Regions from separate parts of the Mus musculus genome. Here regions 2, 3, 4, 5 and 6 are each linked to region 1. A link is a contact called in public Hi-C, HiChIP or PLAC-seq and promoter capture Hi-C data. All regions are on one chromosome and are shown on one strand. The core of a region is the stretch at or near the end of the contact, and the rest is flanking DNA. Distances in the headings are between cores, read along the strand shown.

Region 1 (3,369 bases), core at 13-2,512:
GCTCGCTACAGTAGGGTCGCAGAGGGCCTCTTTCAGGGAGTACTTGTGTCCAGAGGAGGCGTGCACCTAGAATCACAATTATAAAAGACAAAGAATCTCTGAAAGTATCCATTAATCAGCCCACGATGACATTTGACAAACACATGAATAAGGCCTAACCTGTTTAAGGACTTGGACAACTTTTTAAAGTGCTAGATACTGCAGGGTTCAGTTACAATCTCATTTATAGTCCCAGCCAAGCCTTCGGCTCCTCCCCATTCTAAAACATTAGGAAACTCTCTCTGGGTAAGATTTTTACCTGAAGGAATTTGGAGCGGTTTTCCAGGAGCACTTTATTGTCCGTCTTCACAGCTTGCTGAAACATGTAATCGCAGAACTGCTCTCGCACGAATCCAGGGCTGGCCACCAGAACGCACTTTACAACCTCGAAGTTTATGTGGCGCTGGATGGCCTGGACCACCTGTTCATAGAACCGCTCCAGGGCCCGGTCATGCTGGGAGCAGTTGCCTTTCCGTTTCCTGGGGATGTTCACCTCCACCTTGGCCCGGGTAAGGGTCATGCTGGGCGTGACTAAGCAGACGTGGGCCAGGCCCTCCTGCATGACCACAGCTGCCACATCAGCGCTCCACGCCGGGTCGCAAGCCTGCTCGATGCGTTCCAGAACCACACTGTCCCACTGTTTCTTGGCCAGGGTGAACTGGCGGTTGGGCTCCAGTTCGATGGTGTGGTAAGCCCCCATCTTGACATACTCATTCTCTTGGATATTGGTCCCCTTCACCCGCAGCTGGCAGGCCTGGGAGTCGAAGTCGATGGCCTCCACGCAAAGGGTGAGGGTGGTGCGGACACGGTTGCTCCCCACGCTGCCTGTGGAGGACTCGGTCTGGACCTTGCGGATGGTGGAGGCGCGCAGGCTGTCGCCCACCTGCACTAAATTGAAGGTGTGCCACATGTCCTCGGGCTCCTCGGGGACGAGGGTGACCTGGCCCGCATTGTCCTTCTCGATATCCTTCCTCACGAGCTTCATGACCTCAGCAGGGGCTCAGTTCAGAACAGGGGACGCTAGGGGGGGGGGGGGTGTCCCCAGGAGGGGGGGCCGGGGCAGGGAAGGGGCGGCGGGCTCAGGCCCGGAAGGAAACACTACCTCTAACTCTTGCAGCTCGGGACAGCACTTTTACCCCACGCTTTTTCTCAAGTCTCCGCGCGCTGGCCCACGCGCGGCGCGGCAAACCTCACGCTCAGCACGAGTCAACTCTCGGGACTTCCAGTCGCCGGCCCCGCGAAACCGGCTGACGCGGCGATCGCGCAGGCGCAGCCCGCCTCCCGGCGCAAGTCTGTTGTGGGTCCCTACCAGAGAGGCGGGGCCTGTCGGCGGCGCGCGCACGCAGGCGCAGTAAAAGGAAAGGCTCGCCCTAGATAAACGTCAAAGGAGGCGGTCAGCGCTCTGAAAAGCTAAGCTTTTCCCGGCACATCCCTGTGTGCGAGCACATGCCAAGTACGTGAATGCAAACATATGTATTTAAGCTGGATTTATCATTCTGCACCTTAGCGTGAAGCCAGCTTCAGAACTTATATAAAAGTGAAAAGCGCCCTCAAAAGTTCAGACTTGCCCCCCCCATCCCCGGCGAAGTTCAAACTCTGCCTGGCTTTGCTCGCTCTTTCCCTACCAGCACTCAGACCGACGAGCTTGTTGGCTCAGAGAGATCCAGAAGCGGTTTCTAAGAACTAGTCACGTACAGTCTGGGCTCAGCAACGTGTCCAGCTGTTTTCTGCGCCTGTTACCCTGTTTGCACGATCCAGTTAACCCAGATGTTAAAGGACAGAGCCCAGAGAGAGCAGTGGAATGCGTGGAATGTACCCCTGGTGGACCTCTATGTAGCTTGACCTGATTGATGTCCTGGGAATCCCAGAATCCAAAGTTGGCCGACTCAGCGCAGTAGTCTCTGAGGCGTTCAGTGTGGGAGCCGGACTGCAGTAGATTAGCGCTCGATCTTCCCTGCCACTGACTAGCCAAAAGTTGAGGATATGGGAAGTAAAGATAAGCTAATCTAATATGACCACCCCAAAAGAAGAGCCAAAGAGTTGGTTGTAAAGGAAAAGAAAAGAAAAAGAAAAACAAATAAACAAAAATCCATTCCGTTTCTCCCATCCCCTTTGGTACAGTGGCGATGGAAATACAGAGAAGTCTCTTTCTGAATGAAGACAGTGGGGGGAGCAGAGAAATCCTGACCACTTAGGCTCGCTCACTGCGTTTTGTGTAAGGATTTTAAAGCAGAGCCTTAATTGAGGAGAGGAGGTTAAAGGGAGGGTTAATCGTGTTAACTGATGTCAGCCATCTTTCTTAGAGGTTGGTGTGTGTTGCGGGGGTGGTGGTGGTTGTCCAAGACTCCAGTATAAATTTGCACCTTAACTTGCTTTGTATCCTCTCTCCCCCCACTCCGCACCCCCCTCCCATCTAATTTACCATCTTCTTATCACAGAGCCTCTAACTCACATTGCTTTGTTCCTCTAAAGCCTTTCACCGAACCAGGCACGGGTCTCACTAAAGCAAGAAAGTAGACCTTCCTGGACTCTTAATGAATGAAAGGTTTTCCCTGAAATACTGTCAACTTTTGAAAATTTCTCAAGCACTTTCTCACTCTTATAAGGAAAATGCTACCCTAATTTGAAACAATAAATAAATAAATAAATAAATAAATAAAACGAAGTTAGGAGGAAGTTAACAAATGTTCTCAAAATCATGTAACTGGCATTCAGAGCCAGGCCGGATTAGCCCCACCCACTACCACCATGAACAATCCGTCCTATATACATAACCCTCTCTGCCAAGGCAAGCTATGTGCTGTTAGCCCCTGCTGCTTCCTTTGATTGACAGCTTTGCCTGTTCACTGGAATCAACCTAGAAGGTTTGGAATGCCTTGACCCCTCCCCCACACCTTAAAGTCATTACATTCTTCAGCACATAATTTTGTTTCTACCAAACTTAGGTAATCATTCATTTGGATTTTACTTTTAAAAACTGAGTGCATTTATTTCTACATCTGTTACATGGCAAACTCATAATGATTCATTTCATATTTCATGACATTTTTTTAAAGTTGTAAGGCCAACATCTTGGGGGGGGGGATTATGGGGTCCCATGTAGCACAAGATGACCTCTAACTGGATATAGAGCAAAGGATGACCTTGAACGTCCAACCCTCTTGCCTTCATCCCCTAAACATTGGGATTAGAGGCAGGTAGGGCTTCACCCTAAGGCTTTTAAGAGGCTCAAACTTGGGGCTTTGTAAACATTGTTCCTACTGAACTACATCCCCTGCCCTAGGCTACTTTTTAAAATGACATTGTTCTCAGTGATTGTACGTGCTACAA
Region 2 (3,182 bases), core at 170-2,669, 1.2 Mb after region 1:
CATACCTGATATAATCTCTTTTACAGTAGGTTTTCCCATCCCTAACAAAGCACGTACAGCTTTCGTCCAAATACTGATTACACTCCGCACATTTCAAACATGCTGCATGCCACTCCAAATCCGGAGAAACCCTCAGAATATACTGGTCGTGAATTTGATTGCCGCAACCAACACACAGGGAAATCAGACGTTTTTCTGAAATGAAAATAAATGCATGATTGACTAACCGTTTACTTCCTACAGAGATAAACACACTTTTAGTGTCGTTCTCTTATAGGGTGTATTCTGGAAGAATTTTTTTCTTTCCCTTTTTTTTTTTTTCTTGTTCTTCCCTTAAAGAGTATTGCACTTTGGGATGGTAATTGGAGTGTGCCATCAAAACCTTGACTCGCTTTTTTAAAAAGGGAGGTGGAATATATGTAAAACGCAGATTTGAATAGTCTACATTGTAAGCTTAGCACGCAATCAAACCCGCTCATTTTGTGTTTTCTCCCTCCTCCCTCTTTGCTATAATCATTAGGCAAGATTATGGATAAGTCATGTCAAAGAAAAGGTTTTGACTAGAAGCGTTAAAGCAACGCTGGGATGTCTATATTTTCCGTGAAGCACGTTCTTCAATAGCACGCGGGAATGGATATTGTTAGAAGAGTAGACATCAATACAGTTGTCACTCGCTCTCTTTTGCAAGTCTAATGCTAATTCATATCTGCCGGTGTGGTTTGTGCAGGCAGACCTTTGCTACATAATAACTTCTCCAAGAGCTCCGGAATCCGGAGGAGGAAATCACCGCTAAGCACCGGGCAGGCGGCTAGAGTTTGGGAGGGCACAGAGCATTCAAACACAAGGTATGATCAGTTTCTCAAAGATCGGAATTCACACCAAACATGCAAGCTGCAAGCGTGACAAGAAGAAAACACACACACACACACACACACACACACACACACACACACACACACACACACACACAACAGCAGCAGCAACAACAACAACAAAAGGACCACCTTCTCTTCTGTCTCTCCAGGCAGTGACTACAAATCCAAAGAGCCCTGTCATCGGTGCCTGAGAGAGACCCCCCCACACCACAACAGCACACCAAGCCCCACAAGGTTAAACCGCTTCTTACTTTTTGGTGGATCGCCCATGTCTCCCATATCTGTAAGAGGGAGTAATGTCCACAGTGAAATGGTGGTTGGACAATTGGTGAATAGCCCACAGAGAGGATGCTGGTGCTGTGGCTAGGTGGCAAATAGTGGCCCCCGGGGTTGCCAAAACTGGGGGAAACAGCTGCCCGGCTGCGCCGCGCCCTCGCAGATCTGGGAGTCCGATTTAAGCCGGCGGAGTTGGCAGAGCGGAGGCGCAGCAGCAGCGGCGGACTCGCACGGCTCGGGGCACCTCTCTTCCTTATCTCTTACTCAAACTTCTCAGCTCCAACTCAGCTCCATCGCCATTGGTCTGACGCAGCGCGCGGGGACGTCAGGCGAGCGCCGCGCCCATTGGCTGCGGGGCGCGCGGCGCAGCTGTTCTGATTATCATATTTCAGCCCCGGCGCCTCCGCGCGCCACTGCCCGCTCGGCGAGCCCGCAGGAGAGGATTAAGCCTCCCGAGGCCACGTCGCTCCTTGGGCGCCGGGTGGCCCGGGTCCCCGGCCGCCGCCTCCTTGTCCACCACCCCCTCCCCGCGCCTTCCCGGACGCGCCGCGTCGTGTCCTGGGGTTCCAGCGCCGCGGGCTCCCCGCGGACCTTGGGCTGCGCTGAGCTCGGGGCTCCCTTTTCTGCCGCCCGTGGCGAGTAGCTGGTGGGTAGGTCCTTCCTGTGAAGCGGGTCCCTACCGGGCTCCAGGAAAAGGGGGGCACTTGGAACGGGCCGCTTTCCTTCACTGACTCCCGTGCTGGCGCGCACAGCCCAGGGCTGGCCAATTTCGCTGCCTGCGGGAAGGGCGCATCTGCTGGAGCTAGCAGCGCGCTACGCGTTAGGGGACAAACCCGGAGTAGGACGGTTAGACCCAAAAGAAATGGGTTTTTTTATGACTTCGTTTTTGTGTTCTTTTTTTTCTTTCTTTCTTTCTTTTCTTTCTTTTTTTCTTTTTCTTGCTACCGTGTTGACCCTGTTACTCCCCAATCTGAGCTCTCCAAAGACTTGGGGTGGGAGGAAAGGGGAGCTTGTCTCCCTAGCGGACAATCGGGTTGGAAACGCAAAGGTCAAACGAAAAGGTAAAACGAATTAACTCCGAGGTTGGTTCCTTTCCTCCCGACCCGTGAGGTCTCCTGTTCAATTTTAAGTCTAGCATGAAAGTGTTCTAATCTAGAGTCAGAGTGCAGGACCCTAAAGTTTACGGGGGTGGGGTGGGGTTGTCCATGTCTGTCTATGGATCTGTTGTCCACTCTTTTTTAAGGCAAAGGTGCACTGGGCCCTTAAACGGCTTGGTAATTATAAGCGCAACTTTACAATATTCTCTAGAGACTTTTAAATCTTTTAGTATGAAGGCGTGAGCAGGGAGGGTCTGTTGCAAAAGAAGAGTGGGGCGCCTACTTCCCTCCCCTGAGGTTAGCTTTCTAATTTGTTTCCTCTGGGGAAGCCATCTGGAGGAGATGTTGGCTGCATCTCACCGGTAACTTTTGCCAATAATTTCTTTCCTGATTCCCCAAAATCTACAGTCTTTCAGAGGCAGTTATTAGGGGACACACAGAATTCCCACACTTCTGCCGGAGCTTCTAGAGGGACTTTGATCAGAGAGAGAGAGAGAGAGAGAGAGAGAGAGAGAGAGAGAGAGAGAGAGAGAGAGAGGCTACAAACAGAATCGTAGAAGGGTTCAGCTTGTTTTTTTTTTTGTTTGTTTGTTTTGTTTTGTTTTGTTTTCCTCTTAGAAGAGCCAGAGGTTAGGGAACTCCTTTTTGTGTTTCTTCCACCAGATCTAAACCATGATAAAACCTGTGAACCCCACCTAGGCCGCAGTGGCCGAGTTAGAAAGCCTGTGACTTTTCAGAGTACACACAGAGAGAAAAGAGGTTAAGAAGCAGGAGTGGGTTTTTCCCCCCTTTCTTGTTTTGCTGTTTTCTTTAAGAAGGCAGATGGGAATCTCTTCCCTTCCTGTTCTTTTTTTTTTTTTAATTATAAATTATTTTGAAGTCCGTGAGCAGGATGGAAAGTTGTGTAGACTCCGGTTAACTTTACCGGTTGGTT
Region 3 (3,080 bases), core at 223-2,722, 1.5 Mb before region 1:
TGCAACGCACTGTCGTCCATCTTCTTGGTGAAGCATTTGAAGCCATCTATCTTGCTCTCCACCTCCTGCAGGTCCAGGGCGGCGGCAGGTGGGGTGCTCAGAGTGAGGAAGAAGTTGGCGCCCACCATCTCATCCTTCTCAGCCTTCCGCTTACCCTGTTTCCAGGCCTTCTCATCAGTGCTGCTGGGGCAGGTCAGGAAATGCTGGAAGACGTCGCACTGCGCCAGCACCGGGTGGCTGGCCATGTGGTTCATCCACCAGATCAGACCCTTCCTGCGTTTGGAGATGAAGTCCTCTTCGAAGCGCCCGGTGGCCTGCTTCTCAGGCAGATGGGGCACCGAGATGACTGGGAATTTCTCCGCCAGGCGCGCATACAGCCAATCGAAGTGCTTATAGCGCCTGTGCACGGGCACCTGGGTATGCGTGGGCACCAGCTTGTAAGAGATGTAGCTCTTCATGCCCTTGAACTTGGTCTGCTTGGTGGGGTCGTCGATGGTGCACTGGAAGGGGTAGGGGTTCTCCTGCCACTCGGGGCCGTAGGGACCCAGCACCACGCACAGCTTGTCCCCATCCTTCACGAAGCCTGACGCCTCTCCCAGCACGAAGGCCTCCCCGCCCGACTTGACGAAGGTGGAGAAGCGATTGAGGTTGCGGCTCACCGTGGCCGAGCTCTTGGCTCCAGACGCTTGGTGCGCCGGGGGCGCCGAGACGCCGCGGGAGCCCAGAGACAGGTCCGAGCGGGTGGACAGGCGGTAGCGGCCGGCCGCACCGCCGCCCGCCGACGACGAGCCGTCGAGGTCCGGGTACGCGCCGCTGCCCAGCGCGCCTGGCTCATCGGCCACCGTGGAGCTGTCGTCCCACTCGTCGTCCCAGTCATCGTCGCTGCCCAGGCTGGCCTGGTATCCACCGTAGAGCTGCTGGGGCGACGGCTGCAGGGCGCCCCCGCCGTAGGGAAAGCCGGCGCCCGGCGGCTGGAAGGAACCGGGTGACGCCTGCGGCTGCAGCAGCGGCGGGAAGGCGGCGGGTGGCGCGGCGGGCAGAGGCTCGAAGCCGCCGGGCGGCACGTTGGCGTAGCGGGCCGGAGCTCCCGGGCCGCCGTCGGCCGGAGGGCCAGGCTCCGGCGCACGGATCACCTGCACGTAGGAGGCCGGGAAGAGGCCGCGGTCGCCGCGGCTGTTGATCCCTTCGAGCCAGCCCTCGATGTCCTGCTCGCTGCACAGGCTCAGCACCTCGTGCTCCCGCAGGGAGATCTCACCGGGGTTCTCGGACTTAAAGTCGTAGAGCGCCCGGGCGCGCAGCGCCATGGTCCCGAGCCCGGCGCCCCGAGCTCGGGCCGGTCCGAGGGCCCCTGCAGTCAGGATCCCCCCCCCGAACGCCGAAGGGAAGCCTGGAGGGCAGCGCACCGGTCCGCTCCCCGCTCCGCTCTCGCCCTCCGTGCAGCTCGGCTCGGCTCGCAGCAGCGACTGCAACTCGGGGCCGCCGCCGGCCGGGGGCGGGGCCCGGAGCGCCCACGTCCCCAGCAGAGCTAATCCATTGCCGAGAGCCGCGTGCCAGACGAGAGCAAGCGACGGCCGAGCAGCCGTGCCTGCGCCGACTCTGCGGCCGCCGCTGCCACCTTGTGGCGGCTACGGAAAAGGCGCGCGCTTGAGTGACCACGTGGTGGGTGGGAGGCTTTCAGAAGTGAATTATCTGAAATTGTTTAGATTTGTACGTTAGAAAATGTGGGGTAGGGTTTTTTTTGTTGTTGTTCTTTTTTTGTTTTTTGTTGTTTTTGGGGTTTTTGTTGTTGTTGTTTTTAAATAGATTATTTATATCTACGATAGCCAGCTGTTACTTCTCAGAGTAAATGCTCTTAAAATGACCTTAACCCAAGCTTGTAATAAAGGCGTTCACAAAGAAGATTAGCTGTTGCACTGATAAGTACGTCTTTGCCAGGGTTAATGTGTAGTAACTCACAAGATCCTCATCTTGTCACTAAAGGTGCGGTTCCCTTCCTTCCTGTACTCTCTGATCTTGTACACAAGGAGTGGAGCCTGGAACAAAGCTGGAATTCGGGAAGATCCTTGTTTGACCAGAGGCAAGGGTGGTGCAGGGAAAGAGAGCTGAGAAGTCTCCAGTGAACGTGCAGAGTTGGGTGCTAGCACACGTGCAGCGAATGAAAGCTCAGGCTTCAGGGCCCAGGGCGCAGGAGCCAGGCTCGGTTCTGGCTCTGACTGGCTGTATGACCTTGAGCCTGTCACTTGCGCTGTCCTTATCTCTGAGAGTTTGTGGATTGTGTGATAATGGCTTTCTTATCTTACAGGTGACTGAAGTGAAATGCTAATATACTCGGTAAGCACTGTCCACTTGTTGGCTGCGGCTGTTATGAGGGGAAACGCGATCTCTGGCCTCTTTTCTAAGAGAGAAAGAAGGGTCCTAGAACTAGTTATAACTAGAGCTGTCATAGGTGTGGTACGCAACAGGCTTACAACTTTACACTTCCTCCTAGGTCATTGACAAAACCTCTCCTTTTCAATAAATTTATGTTAAGTAGATCAAAAATCACTTCCTGAGAGTTTAATAGACGTATGTCAATATCCCGTGGTTGCCTTGTTTCAAATCTTTTCCTTCAATATGTAATTTGCCCAAGGCTTATTTTCTCACGCTCCGCTTACTGAGTCTAGCCTAATCCTTTGAGGATACCTCTAACTGGAGTTCTACAGTCACGTGTCATGAATTTCCGCCTGCCCTCTGACCCCTTCTATGGCAATCCAGCAATCAGACCAGAAGATTCCATTCTCCTAAGCACGGCAGCTAACTTAGCATCCTGTTCAAAGCCACTAACGAAAGTACACCACACTCGGCACCCGCACTGGGCCTCCTATTGCACAGCCTTAACTCAATCTCCTGAGCTCTTTCTGAAGTGCAGCAAGCACTTTCAGCTCAAAATTCCGAATGTGACGATTGTCGTGGAGACCAATCAGTGAGATTCAACTTGCCATAGTCGGAAACATAAAGTCAACACCAACTGAACAGCTTAAATTATGTATGATCCATGAGATATTCACCTCGGATGGTCCAGATAAAACACAACGGATTAG
Region 4 (3,192 bases), core at 370-2,869, 1.9 Mb after region 1:
TTTCATTGTGTTAAGCTAGCAGGAAATATTTTTGTTTGCCAAACTGAAACCATCTGAATTTTACAGACATATTTTTTTAAATATGTCTAATTTTTAGTATCCTAATTTGCATTGAATACTAACTATATTTTCATGCTATGCCTAATGCCTACTGAATCTGACATGTAGAATATAGTAACGAGTTAATTTTTCTTCTAATCATTTTGTACTTTAATGTTTAAGGCATTTTATTAGATATTTTCTTCATTTACATTTCAAATGCTATCCCCAAATCCCCCTATACCCTCCCCGCCTACCCTGCTCCCCAAGCCACCCACTCCTGATTCCTGGCCTTGGCATTCCCCTGTACTGGGGCATATGATCTTCGTAATACCAAGGGCCTCAATTTAGAGTTTCAAGTGATACAATTCCGAACTTTTACAGAAGAACTTCAAAAAAAGTGTAAGTAGATAGATTACAAGGAAAAAAAATGCAGGACCACAAATGTCTGTCTCTCTGAGTCAGTCTTCCAGACCTGTGTGTGTTGAGCTGGTATTAGATAGCCACAGACTCCTCAACACTACTCTTGCTTCCTTCTGGAATGCAGTCTTTGATATCAGGTTAAGACATCAACCCGACGGGGCGAGCTGCAGCTCTCAGTCTCTAGATCAGTTATCAGTAGGTAGGCGGGGAGGGTATCTTACTAAAATCAAGTATGCTTTTACTGTTCACTAAGCTTTGGAAACAATGTTTTATTCTCACAAGACTAAATCGAAAGGTACAATTACACTGACATATTTTGATCATGAAGTTAATTGATGAGCATTCAATTAATGAATACAATTTATTCTTAAGCAAGTGACTATGCAATGCCTCAAATCCATAAACAACCAAGACAGGAAGCTGTGTGGTTCTAGGAAGGGAGAGGCAAGTTCTGACAATACTCTGACTCTGACAACAGTCTGGACGTGCATCTCAGTGGGACACTGGCATGTAGGCTTCTCTTCGTAAGAAGCAGAAAATACACTGTTGATCTCAGAGCCAAGGAAAGGAGGACAACACGGAACAGAATTAACTGGTGCGGGACATCTAGTTGTGGAGATCCCTTTAGATATTGCTGCTGCTTGGGTACTGTTTTCCAAAGTATAGCTGAAAGAGCCTATATAACTTCTTTCAAGCTATTTCTAAGTTCTGTGGACACAGCTTTTACATGCTACTGTGAAACCTTTTGAAACATCTGATTTTTGCTGATCACTTGAGTCACAAACTCCTCATGATGGTTTTTGCTTCTTGTTCAACATTGTGAATTTCATTGGCTCAACCGGGATGAGCTTTCCCATCCTATAAGGATATGTTGACTTTATAATTAATGTTACCTTATACCCTTACCCTTCAATTTGCTTGAAGATAATTTTCAATTAATTGGGAATGAAAAGCAATTATTAAGAAGTAATGACCGAACCTCTTAAAATCATACTTTCAGTTTCTCCCAAGAAAACTGGCCTCGAAACTCCCCTACAGTTTCCCAATCTGAAGAGGAAGGGAACAAGTCAAGAAACCTGGGAAAACATGTGAGCTCTCATAAGATGAATCATGTAGATGCTGGGGGTGAAATGTGGTTGGGGAAATTCCTACTTTTATTTTCTTACCTCAGAGATGTGAATAATAAGGGCTTGTGAAATCCACATGCCAGTATAAAGGAGGCTAAGCTAGGAAGAGCAAGAGTTCAGGGCTAGCCTGGGCTAAGGGGTAAAGTGAGATGCTATCTCCAGAAAGACAGAAAGGAACGGCCAATCTAAGATTTCCTTTGAGAATGTTGAAAAGTTAATTTTATCCTGTTGTTCCACAATTGCAGACATGCATATTCCAGGCCTTGGTTCTCATATTTACTGATTCATTTTGGTTAATATTGGTTGCTTGCTTGCTTGCTTGCTTGCTTGCTTGCTTGCTTGCTTGCGATATGCTAAAAGTAGACTTGCAAGACTAGATGTAGACCAGAATGGCCCTGAGCTCATTAAGACCTGCCTGCTTCTATGCTAGGGTTTTGGTTGGTTTTTTTTTTTATTGCTGTTGTTGTTGTTGTTGTTGATGATGATGATGACACTTGATTTTTAGATGTTTGGAAGAACAGCCTTACTCGATAGCCTGGCTTCCAATGTGCTGGTATCATAGAAATGCACCACCACTCCCTGTCTGAAAAAAATTACTGATTATCACAGGAGAAATAATCTAAGAAAAAACTTTAATTTGAAAATTGACAAAATTCTGTATTTTCCACCTGGAAATCTGGCCATATGCTGTTAAGAAACTGGTAGGGATATGAGGCATTCTTTGGCACTACAAATGCATTTGTGTGCTAGAAAATGCACACCTCGGTAATTGTCTACAGCTACCGTCCTCATGTGAACCATGTAAGCAGCATCTGTAACACAGATCTAGAATCCAAACTAAATAACTCCTTATTCAGATTAACTCGGGTTCAAAACTGAGTAGATCAACCATGGAAACACAGAAGACACTACTTAAAGTACTTTGGTTCTTTTTTAAACCTTTTCTTGTGTGTTTGTGTGTGTGTGTGTGTGTGTGTGTGTGTGCATGGTAAGTGCACAGATGTAAGTGCACAGATGTGTAAGTCTGAGAACACCTTGTGAAAGTTGATTCTCTCCTTCTACTGTGTGGGTTCCAAGGATTGAACACAAGTCTTCAACTTGATAGCAAGCATCTTTCCTGGCTGAATCCTCTCCTTGGCCCACTTCTATGCTTGGAAAAGTAAAAATTATAAAAATGCTCACAGAGTTGATTAAATAATAGTATACCCACAACAAAAACGCTAAAGCCACAAGCTAAGTGAAACTACTCTGAATCAGGTTACAGCCGCATTCCTGTTGAAAATAATATATAAAGCAATGTCCTGTTATACACAGAGGGTGTAAGGTCAAAGCTGTCAGTATGTAAGATACACTCTGCATGAATGTCTACTGCAATGGAGACTAAGGAAAACCTTTGGAGGATGGGATGGTAATTTATTGGTTGTTGCTTTTTTGATCTTTTGTTTCTTTATTGAGCATTTTAAAATATACTTTATTAATAGTTATTAAATATATTCATAGGGAAAAACACCAAATTTAATGCAAAAATTACATTCCACAGTTCACATGAAAGTGTATAACTAATATACTCTGAGAATCTTTATTTCATCCTTCAGGTACTAAA
Region 5 (3,418 bases), core at 244-2,743, 1.3 Mb before region 1:
ATGGAATTACTGGTACAAAAGATATGGCACCCTTTTAATATTCATTTTTGAATACACGTGTACAGACAGAGCTGGCCTTTATTGATATAATTTTCAAGATATATGTGTTTAAGTAATAACTTCTTAAAAGGAGTTGTTCTGTTTTGTTTTGTTTTACTCCAGGGTTAGTAAGTCTCAGTTGCACTAAGCCAGTAGATTCAATTTTGATTTTTATTTTCTTGCCATTCTATATTTTACTCCTCTCCATACCCAACTCCAAATGGCATGCTTATCTTGTCTCACCTTTGCCTTGACTGTCCTTTCTAGCCTGAATCTTGGAGGTGAAAGAAAAAAAATCCAGAACTGACCGTTGTCTTTATCTCGCTTGACTCCCATTTTCACTCAATTCCAAGTAATTCTTTTTTAAAAAAATTTTAAAATTTTTCTATTTTTTATTTTTTGGTTTTTCGAGACAGGGTTTCTCTGTATTTCTCTGGCTGTCCTGGAACTCACTCTGTAGACCAGGCTGGCCTCGAACTCAGAAATCCGCCTGCCTCTCTGCCTCCCAAGTGCTGGGATCAAAGGCGTGCACCACCACTGCCCGGGCCCCAAGTTTGTTTGTTTGTTTTTTTGAGACAGGGTTTCTCTGGATTTCTCTGTGTAGCCCTGGCTGTCCTGGAATTCGTTCTGTAGACCAGGCTGGCCTCGAACTCAGAAATCCACCTGCCTCTGCCTCCCAAGTGCTGGGATTAAAGGCGTGCGCCACCACCGCCCGGCTTGCTTTTTTTTTTCTTTTTTTCTTTTTTTTTTTTTTAATTTAGGAAACGCACAAGTCTCAAGTGCACCGGCTCTGTTTTTCCTAAGATAAGGTTCACAAACAGTATTACTTGGGTCCTTTAGAGGACTTTCACAATCCCACCGCTCATTCTATTCAGGTACATTGGATTAAGCATGCAAAGATCAGATGCCTGTCTCCTTCAATGTTTGGGGTGATCAATTTACTTGTGAGTCTCTAGGTTCCTAGTCTGGACTGCACTGGTGCTGAGCCGCAGGAAGGTCAAGTTCAAGTTGTCCGCCGTAGCAGACACCCACACCCTGGAGGGTCAATGCAGTCCCCAGTACTGCACAGTTTGCCTTCTTTAAGGTGTCTGCCCTTCTAATCCGCAGGTCCAGGGCGTTTCAAGGCCACAGGAAGGCGCTCGGGGCAACTGCCTCCCACCGCCCTGGGCTGCTTTCTTAAGGAGGGGTGGGCGGGGACGCCGCCGCCGCTGCTCTTCAATCTCAGGCAGGCTGCTTGCCGGGTCTCGAGCGGACTAGAGGCTGAGAGTCGGCCTCCCGGGGCCGCAGCGCGTTTCCGCCCGCCCCTCCCCCAGCAAACAGGAACCAGCACCGTCCCGGGTCCCGCGCTTCTCTGCTGCCCTCCACCGGGGGGACTGCCTTTTATAGACACTCCGGCCAATGAGCGCGCTCCTTTTCCTCGGCCCGCCCTCCCAGCCAATCGTCGCTTCCCTGGTGTAATCTTCGGCTCCTCGGCTGCTCTCGGCGATCTTCGCTGTTGCTGGCTTTTTCAGGAGCTGCTCGCTGGCAGCCCGAGACGCTGCTGCTTTTTTTTTTTTTCCGGGTTCGGAGCCATTCCGGATGCTTTAGGCTGCCGGATGTCTGATCTCCGGATAACTGAGGCGTTTCTGTACATGGATTATCTGGTAGGTGCGGGGCGCCGGCGGCATGTCGCCTCTCGGATCTCGCGGTGGCCCATGGCCCCCTGCCTGGAGCAGCAGCCTCTCGGCTTTCTTTCTTTGGGATGGGATGCCTTGGGTTGCTTTCTCCCGGGGCTGGCTCTGAGGGGCGGCGGCGGGGGGAGAGGACGGGCTGACAGGTAAAGGCGCGGAGGGGACCGGCGGGACTGCGGGAGATGGGGCCACGCTCCGCGCGCCTCTCCGCGCTCCCGGCGCAGGACTTTCTTTCCGGGGAAGCTGGAGTTTTCCGCTCTCCTCTTAGCAGAACTCCAAGAGCTATTAAAGAGCCATAAGCAGAATGGCTCGCTAAGTGCCTGGCAGGTCCGGTCATTTGGTCGTTATTAGATCTCTAAAGGAATGACCTGGGTCGTGGCGGGATTTTAAAAACACATTACCAGAAAGTAGACTGGACTAAACCACATTGCAACCCGGCCTGAGCAGGATTGGGCAGGGACAGGCATTGCCCCGCGGCTGTGGTTGTGGTGCACGCCGCTTTTGTGCATGGTGTGCATGGTTTGGCAATCGGTTTGAGATCAGCCCCGTGCTGGGAAGTTTAGGTAGGAAAAGTTTTTTTAGCACAGCGCTGGAACGGAACACTTAGACGTGTTTCTAGAATTGTGCAAGCCTCGTGTTTTCGTTCCAGAAATTGTATTTCCACAGAGCTGCCTGTTTGTGGTCAAGCAGATCCTTTTTGACATGAACCGTGTTCGATCCTGCCCATTTTCTGCGTGGATGGTGTCAGAACGAACGGCTGTTGCCATGCAGTGCTGAAGTAGAGGGTTAGAAGTGTTGGCCCTTCTGTCATCCTGTAGGACACATGGTTTTTCCACTGCAGATTGGCCTAGCAGAGATTTGTCAGTGCCTTCTAGGAATTACACTTAAGGCTGTACGGAGAAAGACCGAATACTTTCCAGACCAAGAAAGAGAGGGCTGCGTTGTAACGTTACCAGTGTATGAGGGTTTATTCAGGTGTGTAGAAACTGGCAAGGATGGAGACCAGTTAGTGCGCGACCTTGAGAACAGAGCCGAAGTCAGAGTCTCAGTTGAATTTTGGTTTTGCTGTCTATGTATTCATGGCAGTGACTTCTATCTTTGTCATAAAGGGGTGTTATCGCTGCGCCAGGTTAGGTGGGCTATCTGTGAACATTCTTTAAGCGTCCTTGTAGGTTGATGATTCTCAAATATGTCCAGGAGGCTATTTTGAAAGTTAAATGGTTGGTTGATTTGTAGTTTACCCATATCATGCTATGGCTATGTCTTGTAATCTGCCCCACAAAACGCCAGTTTGCTGAGAAAAAAAAATTACCAAATAAGAAGAAAGTATAGGGCATCTTACCTGTACTGCTAATTTTGGATACTTAGTGATTCGGAGAGGTATTCGGGGCGGGGGGTGGGGGGTGGGGTGGGGTGGATTCTCATGATCTGCTGAGACTGTTGTAGTACTTCAGCACATAGCTGTCTTTGAGGTAGCAGGCCCACTAAAAGACCTGAGGGAAAACAGCATTGCAGATTGCTCAGGTCACCTGCCATGTAGACATGGGTTCAGAGTAGATGGATGAATATTTGTAGGTATAAGGTTACCCTGGGAGTTTAGGTCATTGTCACTGGGCCCTGGGTTTCACTTTGACTTGGCCCATCTGTTTTACCTGTTTCCCTAACACCTTTTTTTGGCTTTCGTATAAAATCATTGTTTGGCCACTTCA
Region 6 (3,261 bases), core at 579-3,078, 1.2 Mb before region 1:
GTTGGCCTTGGATGGGATCTGACTGTGTTCCAGGAGGTGGCAGGGACATATAGCCTTAGCCAAATCCTCTGAGCCCTCGTTGCATATAAGAAGCACCCCAGTTCTTTGTTTTTGTTTTTTTGTTTTTGTTTTTTTGGTTTTTTTGAGACAGGGTTTCTCTGTGTAGCCCTGGCTGTCCTGGAACTCACTTTGTAGACCAGGCTGGCCTCGAACTCAGAAATCCGCCTGCCTCTGCTTCCCATGTGCTGGGATCAAAGGCGTGCACCACCACGCCTGGCAGCAGCCCAGTTCTTGTTAGTAGCACAGCTTAGGCCCACCCTAAAGGGCACAGTTAGACAAAGAGGATAGAACAACAAATCAGATTAGTGAGATGTAAACAAATCCCCTTGGCTGCAGTAGATAAATAAGAAAGGCCTGGGAAAGTATACTTACCAATGTGTGAGTTTTTCTTTTAGAAATTGTACTTTGTTACACCAACTCTTCCTAGTTCTCCAATCAAGTAAATTCTGTTTTCTGGTTGTCTAAGATTCTGCTGTGCGGGCCATCAGGATTTCCTGGCTTATCGCCTTACCCCGGGGTAGCCACCAGGGGGCGGGTGCAGTCAGCCAAATACTGTGCAATTCCCCTCAGAGGATGTGTGCTGGAACTGGTAGTGAAGAAAATACAAGTTATCAGGGGAGGAAAAACAAAACCTTGCACTCTTAGTATGACTTCAGCTTATTAGCCACCCCCACAGGCTTTTGCTATACGCTGAGTCTGGTTTTTCTAGGCAGGCCACACTTGAGCGACTGAGTTCCAGAGTCTGTCACCTCATGGCTCACGTCTCCAGACACTTGGAGAAGGCTTAGTGGAGGAATGAGTGCTGACATCTGAGGTATGACCACTGACAGCCGAGGTGGCAGAAGTGGCCTTTATGCTATAAGACTGTCAAAGATGTCCCTCCAGACGGGAGAGGGTGTGACCCCTCACAGACCCTTCCACGTGCTTTTCCCAAGTGGAAACAAATTCACCTGAGGGATGGCGAGTCACAGGCTTCCGATTCATTTCGGATTCCCAGACATCCGCTGGGCAGCACCTCTCCTCTGGCCAGCCGCCTTTCCCCCAGGCTCCACAACCTCCCGAGTCTCCTTTGATCATCTCTGGGCTCTGACTGTCTCCATTTTGCTTGTCCAGCTCGTGAGTTCATTTTTAACTTGCTTGCTACATTGAACTCTCGTCACTAAAATGGATGTGGTTTCTGCCTTTCTGACAAGTTTTTCAGGTTATCGTTTTAACTCAGCCTCGTTGTCTTCTCTTCTGGGAACATTATCTGTTTCTTAATGCCTCTCTTAGTGGGCCTTTGACTTTCCTTCAGTCCTTTTGTTGGAACCATAGCTTGAGTTTTCAGGAGACAACAGAAAGCCTATCTTGGTTAGGGCACTAATCAGGTGGTAAAGTTCCTGGACATGGCCAGGGACTCCCACTTAATTTCTAATAATAATAATAATAATAATAATAATAATAATAATAATTCAAATCTAGGTTTGGAAAATGTGTGTTTTTACGGAAAGCAGGCTAACTACCCAGGCTTGCCCTGTTGGGAGCATGCAGAGGAGAGAGAAGCCAGGATGTTTCCACGGGTCACAGAGAAAAAAAAGTGGATTCCAAAGGGAAACAGGAAGAGATACAAACGTGGAAAAATTAAAACGAAACAGATGGTTGCTGGAAGCTTCTAAGAGGAAGTGTTTGTGGTGTATTTTCTTGTTTATCGGCATACTACAGAGTTCACACCCGGAAAGTGTACAGGAAGTGTTGAGGCTGCGTGGCTTTAGGATGTGCGCAGCCGTCACGGGGTCACGTGCTTTGTCCTGTCGGGTGCCCTAACGCGGCTGCCCCACTGCATCTTTGGCTGTTCGGGAGAGATGAGCTGTGTTGCTTGACCTGCCTGAGACATTCCTACTTACAAGACTAGTTTGTAGAACTTAGTGATTCTGTTACGGTTTTTAGTTCACCTCTAACCTGAGATGTAGCAATGCCCGTCTTAGAACCTTTCAGATAGATGGTTCTTTCGCAGTGACTACCAGCCAGTCTTCCAGCCTGGAAGACTTTCCTTCGTCATTTAGTGAAGGAGCCTCACAGTAGTGCCAGCCTCTCAGAGGGCCAGAGGATGAAGAGAAGACAGTGCAGAGCCTCCTCGAGGCAGGGAGGGTAGTTGGCTTAGCCATGCTCCCTTGCTTCTCGTGGGAGACACCCTGTCACTCGCACAGGCGTGGAGGGACCCTCTTGCCGACAGTCTCTTTCTTTCCCTGATGGACTGGAGAGAGGATGAGCCCGGACCGCTCAGCCTCCACACCCACAGAACCAATGTTCTTTCTGTCGTTTGGAAAGTTGAACATCCCTAATCCCCCAGCCTGGAATCAGCGAAAGAGGAGACATTTAAATCCCATTTAATTGCCTGCCCGTGCCTTTCCCACTGGCTCCTGGGCCCTGAAGAAAAACGGCCACGCCAGGATTCTGAGCAGAGTTACTGTGATTCCTTCCAGGCCTGGCTAACTAACTGATCACATGCAGTACGCGTTCGTACCTAAGGACTAATTAATGCCTGATGACGTCTGTTGCTCCAACCTTGCTCTTTTTGTTTCATTATTTTTTCTTTCCTCCAAAAAGATGGATATATTAAAAAAAAAAATCTCAAGAAGTAGGATGTATCTGCTGATTAAAAGTTTAAATGACAAAAGCTTGTTATAAGTGAAAAAAAAAAATGAGAGTCCGCTCCCGCCCCCACCCCAGTCCCGCCACTCCCACTCTCAAGGGGCAGTGACAGCGGTCACTTTCACACTGACGGTGTCCAAATTTTCAATTTCAGTCCCCAGGTCCCGCTTGAGTTCCACAATCCAATCTCTAACTTGCTGAGCCTAGATGCTGATTTATAACAATTTCTATTTTCCATCTCGCTGTTTGTTGTATTTACGTATTTGAGCCACGTGAAATCCTTTGGAATCTTGGCAGATGGACCCAATCCATAAGTCCAGCCATCAACTGATTAAGTTTTAGTCTGCCTGTCCGTCTTCTGCCTGTCTGTCTTGTTGGCTCCTCGAAGTAAATCCCTGCTTTTTCTCCCTCCCCCTCCCCCCCAACCCTTTTTCCTCTTGAGATCCACCTTCCTCTCTGGTCTGAACTCTCTTCCTCACAGGGCAGCGCTGTCTAATGAGAGAGCTGTCCCTCTAGGCTGCAGACGATCGGTCGGTCACCTCTGTGCATTCTCACACTTCGGCTGCTGGA

The links. Promoter capture Hi-C pulls out the DNA fragments that hold promoters and counts their contacts. A called contact is a pair of places that touch in the nucleus more often than the background predicts. HiChIP or PLAC-seq counts read pairs in DNA pulled down with a chosen protein or histone mark.
Region 2: an H3K4me3 HiChIP or PLAC-seq map of embryonic stem cells shows a contact between it and region 1, with 7 times the contacts expected there. The contact joins the promoter of Isl1 here to the promoter of Pelo in region 1. A contact is called at or near these places in 13 of 39 promoter capture datasets (the 3T3-L1 cell line, cranial neural crest, embryonic stem cells and 7 more), 7 of 484 Hi-C or Micro-C datasets (Sertoli cells, cardiomyocytes, embryonic stem cells and 1 more), 6 of 115 datasets of contacts at active chromatin or transcription factors (astrocytes, embryonic forebrain, embryonic stem cells and 2 more) and 1 of 9 other capture datasets (embryonic stem cells).
Region 3: a contact with region 1 is called in a promoter capture Hi-C map of pre-B cells, with 5 times the contacts expected there. The contact joins the promoter of Snx18 here to the promoter of Pelo in region 1. A contact is called at or near these places in 5 of 39 promoter capture datasets (embryonic stem cells, hippocampal neurons, liver and 1 more), 1 of 484 Hi-C or Micro-C datasets (pre-B cells) and 1 of 115 datasets of contacts at active chromatin or transcription factors (epiblast stem cells).
Region 4: a contact with region 1 is called in a Hi-C map of bone marrow-derived macrophages, with 4 times the contacts expected there. The contact joins the enhancer-like site here to the promoter of Pelo in region 1. A contact is called at or near these places in 2 of 39 promoter capture datasets (pre-B cells and stem cell-derived epiblast-like cells) and 1 of 484 Hi-C or Micro-C datasets (bone marrow-derived macrophages).
Region 5: a Hi-C map of regulatory T cells shows a contact between it and region 1, with 6 times the contacts expected there. The contact joins the promoter of Arl15 here to the promoter of Pelo in region 1. A contact is called at or near these places in 2 of 39 promoter capture datasets (hippocampal neurons and pre-B cells), 6 of 484 Hi-C or Micro-C datasets (CD4 T cells, CD8 T cells, muscle stem cells and 3 more) and 1 of 115 datasets of contacts at active chromatin or transcription factors (astrocytes).
Region 6: a Hi-C map of CD8 T cells shows a contact between it and region 1, with 4 times the contacts expected there. The contact joins the enhancer-like site here to the promoter of Pelo in region 1. A contact is called at or near these places in 3 of 39 promoter capture datasets (the 3T3-L1 cell line, embryonic stem cells and pre-B cells), 6 of 484 Hi-C or Micro-C datasets (CD4 T cells, CD8 T cells, Sertoli cells and 3 more), 1 of 115 datasets of contacts at active chromatin or transcription factors (astrocytes) and 2 of 9 other capture datasets (embryonic stem cells and liver).

What each region holds. Positions count from the first base shown.
Region 1 is chr13:115,088,896-115,092,264 of GRCm38.p6, forward strand. It overlaps Pelo (pelota mRNA surveillance and ribosome rescue factor), which reads right to left and starts at 1,263. Exons shown (of 2, transcript NM_134058.3): 1 at 299-1,263; 2 at 1-66. The coding sequence starts at 1,024. All of the region lies in intron 1 of Itga1 (integrin alpha 1), which reads right to left.
Region 2 is chr13:116,308,269-116,311,450 of GRCm38.p6, forward strand. Isl1 (ISL1 transcription factor, LIM/homeodomain) reads right to left here and starts at 1,420. Exons shown (of 6, transcript NM_021459.4): 1 at 1,127-1,420; 2 at 6-195. The coding sequence starts at 1,154. RefSeq lists promoters at 1,217-3,182, 1,219-1,597.
Region 3 is chr13:113,617,092-113,620,171 of GRCm38.p6, forward strand. It overlaps Snx18 (sorting nexin 18), which reads right to left and starts at 1,473. Exons shown (of 2, transcript NM_130796.4): 1 at 1-1,473. The coding sequence starts at 1,304.
Region 4 is chr13:116,949,947-116,953,138 of GRCm38.p6, forward strand. The region is part of intron 3 of Parp8 (poly (ADP-ribose) polymerase family, member 8); the gene reads right to left. Among named protein-coding and RNA genes, the nearest start is that of Parp8, 74 kb to the right of the region's middle. Within about 2 kb of position 1,620, at least 36 of the 459 cell types and tissues checked have an H3K27ac peak or open chromatin away from gene starts, as enhancers often do. A contact at or near this core is called in bone marrow-derived macrophages, where this site is marked.
Region 5 is chr13:113,793,015-113,796,432 of GRCm38.p6, forward strand. Arl15 (ADP-ribosylation factor-like 15) reads left to right here and starts at 1,494. Exons shown (of 5, transcript NM_172595.4): 1 at 1,494-1,682. The coding sequence starts at 1,635.
Region 6 is chr13:113,868,798-113,872,058 of GRCm38.p6, forward strand. The region is part of intron 1 of Arl15 (ADP-ribosylation factor-like 15); the gene reads left to right. Among named protein-coding and RNA genes, the nearest start is that of Arl15, 76 kb to the left of the region's middle. Within about 2 kb of position 1,829, at least 125 of the 459 cell types and tissues checked have an H3K27ac peak or open chromatin away from gene starts, as enhancers often do. A contact at or near this core is called in CD8 T cells, liver and regulatory T cells, where this site is marked.